2 separate regions of the Drosophila melanogaster genome follow, and region 2 is linked to region 1. Evidence: chromatin contacts called from public Hi-C data. All regions are on one chromosome and are shown on one strand. The core of a region is the stretch at or near the end of the contact, and the rest is flanking DNA. Distances in the headings are between cores, read along the strand shown.

What was found. Hi-C and Micro-C count contacts between places; a contact is called where the count stands out from the background.
Region 2: a Hi-C map of the Kc167 cell line shows a contact between it and region 1, with 5 times the contacts expected there. The contact joins the promoter of Apc here to the promoter of CG10011 in region 1. A contact is called at or near these places in 5 of 107 Hi-C or Micro-C datasets (the Clone 8 cell line, the Kc167 cell line, embryo and 2 more) and 1 of 6 datasets of contacts at active chromatin or transcription factors (the Kc167 cell line).

Annotation. Positions count from the first base shown.
Region 1 is chr3R:28,633,585-28,636,732 of dm6, reverse strand. It overlaps CG10011, which reads left to right and starts at 1,634. Exons shown (of 6, transcript NM_143367.3): 1 at 1,634-2,357. It overlaps CG9988, which reads right to left and starts at 322. Exons shown (of 3, transcript NM_143368.3): 1 at 1-322. The coding sequence starts at 310.
Region 2 is chr3R:28,843,231-28,846,378 of dm6, reverse strand. Apc (APC-like) reads left to right here and starts at 1,631. Exons shown (of 4, transcript NM_057804.3): 1 at 1,631-1,819. spg (sponge) reads right to left here and starts at 1,079. Exons shown (of 13, transcript NM_170379.5): 1 at 970-1,079; 2 at 379-430. The coding sequence starts at 412.

The DNA of each region.
Region 1 (3,148 bases), core at 385-2,884:
CCAGGGCGGTTTCGTTTGAGCAGGTCTCAAAATGCTCGGGGTGGAAAATGGCCATTGCATCTGAGGCGAAGGGATCAACATACGGGATCTTGCACTTGGCGGACTCCACAAAATATGCGGGCCGGACTACATCCTGTACATTTCGATCTTCTTCAGCAGGAGGAATGTCGGAATTTGTGTCATCCGATCCTGTGACTTCTGAAACTCTGGGCTTAGTATTTGCATTTTGGGTTTTGATGCCGAGAATTACGATTATTGCAATTAGGCAGAAGCAGAGCCATTTATGAATTGGTTTTAATAGGGTTATCATGACTGTTTAGCAGCCAACGATAGCTACACACAAACTGTTCAGACCATCCGGAATGTCTTGCCATTAAGAGAGCCGTTATATTCTCTTATCGCTATACCGTTAAGGAAATTAAATATGTTTCAATTTTTTAAAACAACTTTTAAGGTACGGAAACGTTAATTTATTAATTGGTGAATGCTGCCAGTGAAAGTAAGAACGCTACATTTCATTATTTTTCTGGCATATCGATAGATATTGGAGACTACATATAATGAGAAAAATGGGAGGTTTTTGGTGTTAGAGTGGCAAGAAGTTTTTTTTATCAAACCGATGGAAATTATGAAAAGTTTTTTTTTATCAAGCCGATAGAAATTATAAAAGATTATATAGTCGGATTATGTAGTGTTACTTAGTTTTCAACGAATCTAGTATATCATTACTCCGTTATTCCTAAGACGGCGGCTGCTGCTGTGCATCCTATGCACTTCTATGTCGCCTGGATGTGACGCCATACAACAGACGGTAACACCAAGCTGATCGAGTGTGGATCGGCAGATAAAGCTGACGGGAATCTATGATAAGATTCGGGCCCCCACATCTTAAACAAAAAAAATAACTCCTAGATGGCGACACCATCACCATACGACATTCGGTCAACTACAAGCGAATATATTTTATATTTTACACTATCTTTACTACGCTTTCAAAGAACTCTGTGATTTAAGCGATATGCTTCTGTACAAATTTTTACAATCACTGCTAGAATTTAAGCCCTACACCTGGTTAGTCAAATAAAATATGGAGTGTGTCATTGCTAAAACGGGAAACATTGGGGAAATTCTGTTTAAATGTAGATACATACAAAAAAACTGAATATTACGAACTACATTTAATACAAATCTACAATTTGTCAACATTAATGTCCAAATACGAAAAAAAAGTCGTTGTTTATAAGATAATTTAAGATAAGATAATTTATAATTTATAAGATTCAAAATAACTTAGCTTAACTTTTTCAAACAGCGAATGAAACCACCTTAGCCGAGTTGCCCTTCGCCTAGCGGAGTTCGACACCAACCATAGAGCACTGCTTACACAGGAGACTATTTATAAAATGATCGCACCCCGGGATATTTATTCTTTTTCTTTGCATTTAATTAGAATATTGAAACACATTTTAAACCTAAATAAAGAAGTGTGACATCTTGCTTAGTGGCCCAGTGCAAACGGTTATCGATAGCTCGCAGTAGTGTGAATACTCTGCGAACGCGATTTTGAGCTCGGGAGAATATCTGGATTTTTTAGGGCATTCAGTTGCGCATTTGGGGGATTTTCGTTATAACTGCAGCAAACACCCTGCGCGTTTCGATTCGATTGGTTCTTGAAATGGTAAAATGCGGCTGGGCCGTCGAAAAAATTGAGAAAAATAAATCGCGTCGAGTGTGGGACGCGAACGGAATCGCTGTGAAAATACCGAGTTAAATGTGCGTGATCGAAACTTTCCTCCGAAAAGGATCTGCAATCGAAACGGAAGGGAAAACGCAGAGCAAGACATCCTTGCCCACGCAGGATAGCTGTGTGAAGAAGACGCGACGATAGGCCAAGAGGGAGGGGGAGCACAAACAGGATAAGCAGTGGCAGAAGAAGAAGCAGAAGGCGGAGCCGCATCTGCCGCAGTCAAAACAAGAGAGGAAGTGGAACAAAAGCGAGATAAAAGTGCATTCAGCTGGGGGAAATGTGAAATGTGAACGATGTTGCAACGTCGCGCTGCTTGCATCGCCAAGTAAAAGCAGAGTCAGAGGAAAAGCAAAACCAAAGCAAAGCCAGAACAAACAAAATACACAAAGTGAGAGAGGAGAGAAAGAGAGCGGTAGTGTTTGGTGTATCTGTGTGTAGTGCGTTCGCGTGTGCGCTTGTGTGTGTGCGTGTTACTTTGCTCACAACAAATTATCGTTTAATTTGCTTCGATTTTGCGACAACAACAAGCAGTGCGAAAGGGGATGTCCTTTCCACCACCACCACTATCACCACCGCCTGCTCCCTAAGGTCATAGGTCACCAGCCAGGAGGTGAGTAAATCAAGTTGTTTGAATTTTGTTACCCAAAACTCTTTTGCACCTAACGATAACAAACTGAAAGCCGCGTAGGAAACGAATGCCAAATTTAACCAAAATAATAAAACACGTTTGCCAACGCCAGCAGCGGCGACAACAACAGCAACAACCCATGTCCAATTAAAGTTGCAGTAGGGAAAAAAAGAATGAAAAAAAAAAACCGGCATGCCGGCTGCTGCAATTCAGAGCTGCTCAAAGTTAAACGAGCCAAGTAACAGCAGAAACAACAAAAACCGCACACCAGCCACAGTGGAACCTTACAAAGTCGTCTTAAAACCTTAGATCGTATCCAAAAGTTACACCTTTACATCTGAAGATACATCCTGAGATTAGTATATATCTGGAAAAACAATTTGGCTTTCAAAAAACATTAGAAAAGAAAATTCTGTTAAAATTTGTAATTGGGTAATGCATATTCGAAAACTTTTTCTCAGTTCTTAACTTAGTTAAGTCAGATTATTTTTTATTTAATCTCAAAACAGCTCGGGTTACACAGGTACCACTGTGCAAAGGGTACACAAATCGCGTGAGTGGTTGGTGCCTCTTTGTGGGTGTGAGTGTGTTTTGGTTAGCAATACTACACCAACTCGCGGCGCACTTTAAATATTTTGCCCAACTACACAGAGAATTGTGCTTGGGCTGCGGTTTTTTCTGAGCCGCCAACTTTTTGAAATGAAAATAATCATAATCAAGGGCTGGGCGCAGAAGTGGGAGGCTTTCAACAATGCCACACCCACTCGAATCCC
Region 2 (3,148 bases), core at 382-2,881, 210 kb before region 1:
CGGGAAAACTGAGCGCGCGGAAAACTGTGTGTATAAACACATCAAATCGCAGCGCAGCGGCAGCAACAACAAACAGGGAAATCTCTTTGAGATACACTACACGCTGCATGGAAAGGGGGGGGGGGCGGTGCGGTGAACTGGGGGATGATGATGCTACAAACAGTTTGTGTACAAAAATAAGTAGAAAAGTCGCTTTTCCTCCCCGCTCGGTAACGTGCGGGGGTGGTTGGCATGGTATCCGGCGTTTCGCGGAAAAACGCGTGAATCGCCGCAAAAGGCAGCAATAAAAACAAAGGCCGCGCACGTGACGCCCAGCGGGGGGTGGTGGGTAGCTTGGAAAAGTGGGTGGCACACCGCCTACTCTTATTATTTACTCACCAACTCCGTATTTGTTGTTCGAAGGTATCCACATTTTGTCGCTGCTGCTTCGCTGCAAGTTAAGCCGAAAAAATCCAACTTAGCCGGCCACTCCTTGCATTTATAATTAATCAACGGTTTTTTGAGGAAACACCCTTTTCATCGGCAAATATCTGCATTTGAATTCGCATTTATAACGGCCAATATTTATCAACAATTTTTCGCAATAGCACACATACACACTCGTACACATCTACGCACTCAATAAAACTTTCGCTTTTGTTGTTGTCTATCTCCTTCTCTTTCTCGCACTTTATCTTGTTTAATAACTACAACTACAAGCAGAAAATACACTTGCTACATTGTTGTTGTCGCTGGAAGGCAACGATCGCGGTTCCAATTGGCAATGATTACCGCTAGGTGGAAGAAAAGGAAGTGGCTGATTGGGAAGTCTGGAAGTGGTGGCTTTGCTTTTGTTGCCTTTTTCACGGACCCGCGCACACACAAACAAGAAAATCAATACGAATTTGGGACTCCCAGCCGAACTTCCAATTGGATTTCTACACTGTGCGCAATTTAAATTGCTTGTCCCTTGGCTTCGCGAATTATTACCGTTGTTTTCTGCTGCACTTGCAACGCGTTTAATTTTCGCTATTTTTTGCGTTTTATTATTTTTCGCGTTCTCCGCTGCGCAGCTTCCCGGGCGCAGCAACAACAAATATCCGTCCGCCGCTCAGCTGTTTGAAGAACAACAACAAAATTCGGGATTCGTCGGCTTATATACGTTGCAGTGTGGCCAGTTGCTAAGCGATGGATTATTTACTATTGCATTTTTGAGGGAATTTTCATTTTAGCGGTGACGGTCACACCGGTATTTATGGTCTAGCTAAGACCCGAACCAATTCGCAGTTACAGTTTTGGAGGCACATTCATTCAATGTATTCAATAATTTAACAAACAAAACAATACCAAATCCGTTTTAATATGCAGTCCATAGCGTTGGTCTGACTCGGCCCCATTAACTCTATCCCATTTTTTTTTAAATTTTTTCTTTTAAATTAACGGTGTACGTATTACTTAACCGAGATATATAATGAATAAAATATAAGCACTAAATCTTTAAGGTTAGAAAATAAATTGCAGTATAAATATATTACGAACGAAGTAAATATTCAAGCGATATATATGATCCCAAGATATCGCTACATTCTCCCATCCCTAGCAGCTATTTCTTGTTGGTTTTTCGAATTCTCGATATAACAGTCACACTGCTCGCCGCGGTTGGTCGCAATTTTTGTTGATAAGCGGACTCGGAATTTCGGCCGCGCTGCGTATTTGTTTTGTCGCGAAACAAGCCAAGAATCCAAATAGTGGCAATATCTGTGGGCAAACAAGTGATAAAGCGGGAAATGTGTCATCTGGTGGGCGAGGAAGCTGCCGAGAAATTGTGTTTTTAGTCAAGGTACGCCAATCGGAGAATCTCTGGGTTCGTGTGTGTGTGGGAGTATAGTCGCTGACTCTTCCAATTGGAATTGTTCTTTTTGGGCCTGACAATAAAACGCAGAATGTTTACTCAATAAATGCGCACCATATACAGCTGGCGAATACAAATGTGTTTAGCTCAACTTGGAGCATGAGATACTCTTTAGTAGTTTCCTGTTCTCCTGCCGATTCCTTTTACAGGAAAAATCAATAAAGGTCCCAATCAGAACGCGACTGCGCCCTAGTGTGGGTGTGCAAAGTGCGTGCATGTGTGTGTCTATGTGTGTGAGTGCTCCTTTATCAGTTGGAAAACGCAGTGTGTTTCGTTTGTTTCGTTGTTGTTGTTTTCGTTTTAGTTTTCCAACAGCTGCAAGTGATTGTGGCACGCCTAATTGATAACTATTTTCGAGCACTTCCATTCAACTTCACCTCAGCATAATTAATCACCGCATTAAGGAAAATACGTTAATATCGGCACGCTCGATTGTCTTACATGCCCACAAACATGGGAGAAAAGGAAAACACAATTCCACACTGCATGCGCTCGTATTTAGTTTCCCTTTTACTTTTCTACAATTTACATAATCATCATCTCGCGGCGGCAAAGACACAAAACAACCGGGCAGCAAAACAAAAGTGGCGTTCATTAAACCAGCTCATAAATGCACACACAGAAATCATAAGTACATACATATGTACATATGTACAGTAGTTAGTATGTAGTTTCATTATTTAATGTTTTTGCGTACATTTCCCTGTGGTTTGATGGCTCGCGGTGTCATCATCTTTACCGCTTTTCCTTCCCCCGCAAATCTTCCATTCTTTTTTCTTTGATAATTCTGCCGCGAATATTTCGTATGCAAAATGTGTGCCAAGCCAAAAAACCGCACAGTGGGTGGGATGGGGCGATGTGGTGGCAAAATTGGTTATTAGCTTAATGGGAATTCACTTATTGGAGAAATATTTTTTATTTTTGCTATTCCCTTCTAATTGTAATTGTAATTGTACCATTTTTAGGGGAGGGTGTGACGAAAACCACCCTTCAGATCATCAATCTGCCAAAAAAAATATTTCCCTCTTTCAAATATTTCAACCTAGTATTCATTTTATCACAACAAATTACACTTTCCAAATTAGGTATTCATATGTCGGTTTAAAATAACTTTTAAGACCTTACCCTCTATAAGGTGATGAAGCTTTATCTTTCAAAATCCAAATCTGATCCACCCATGCTACACAAATGCTTAATTTATATGCATATTACCAAAAATGGAATTGTTCATTCTCATAATTCATTTAATTATGCAAA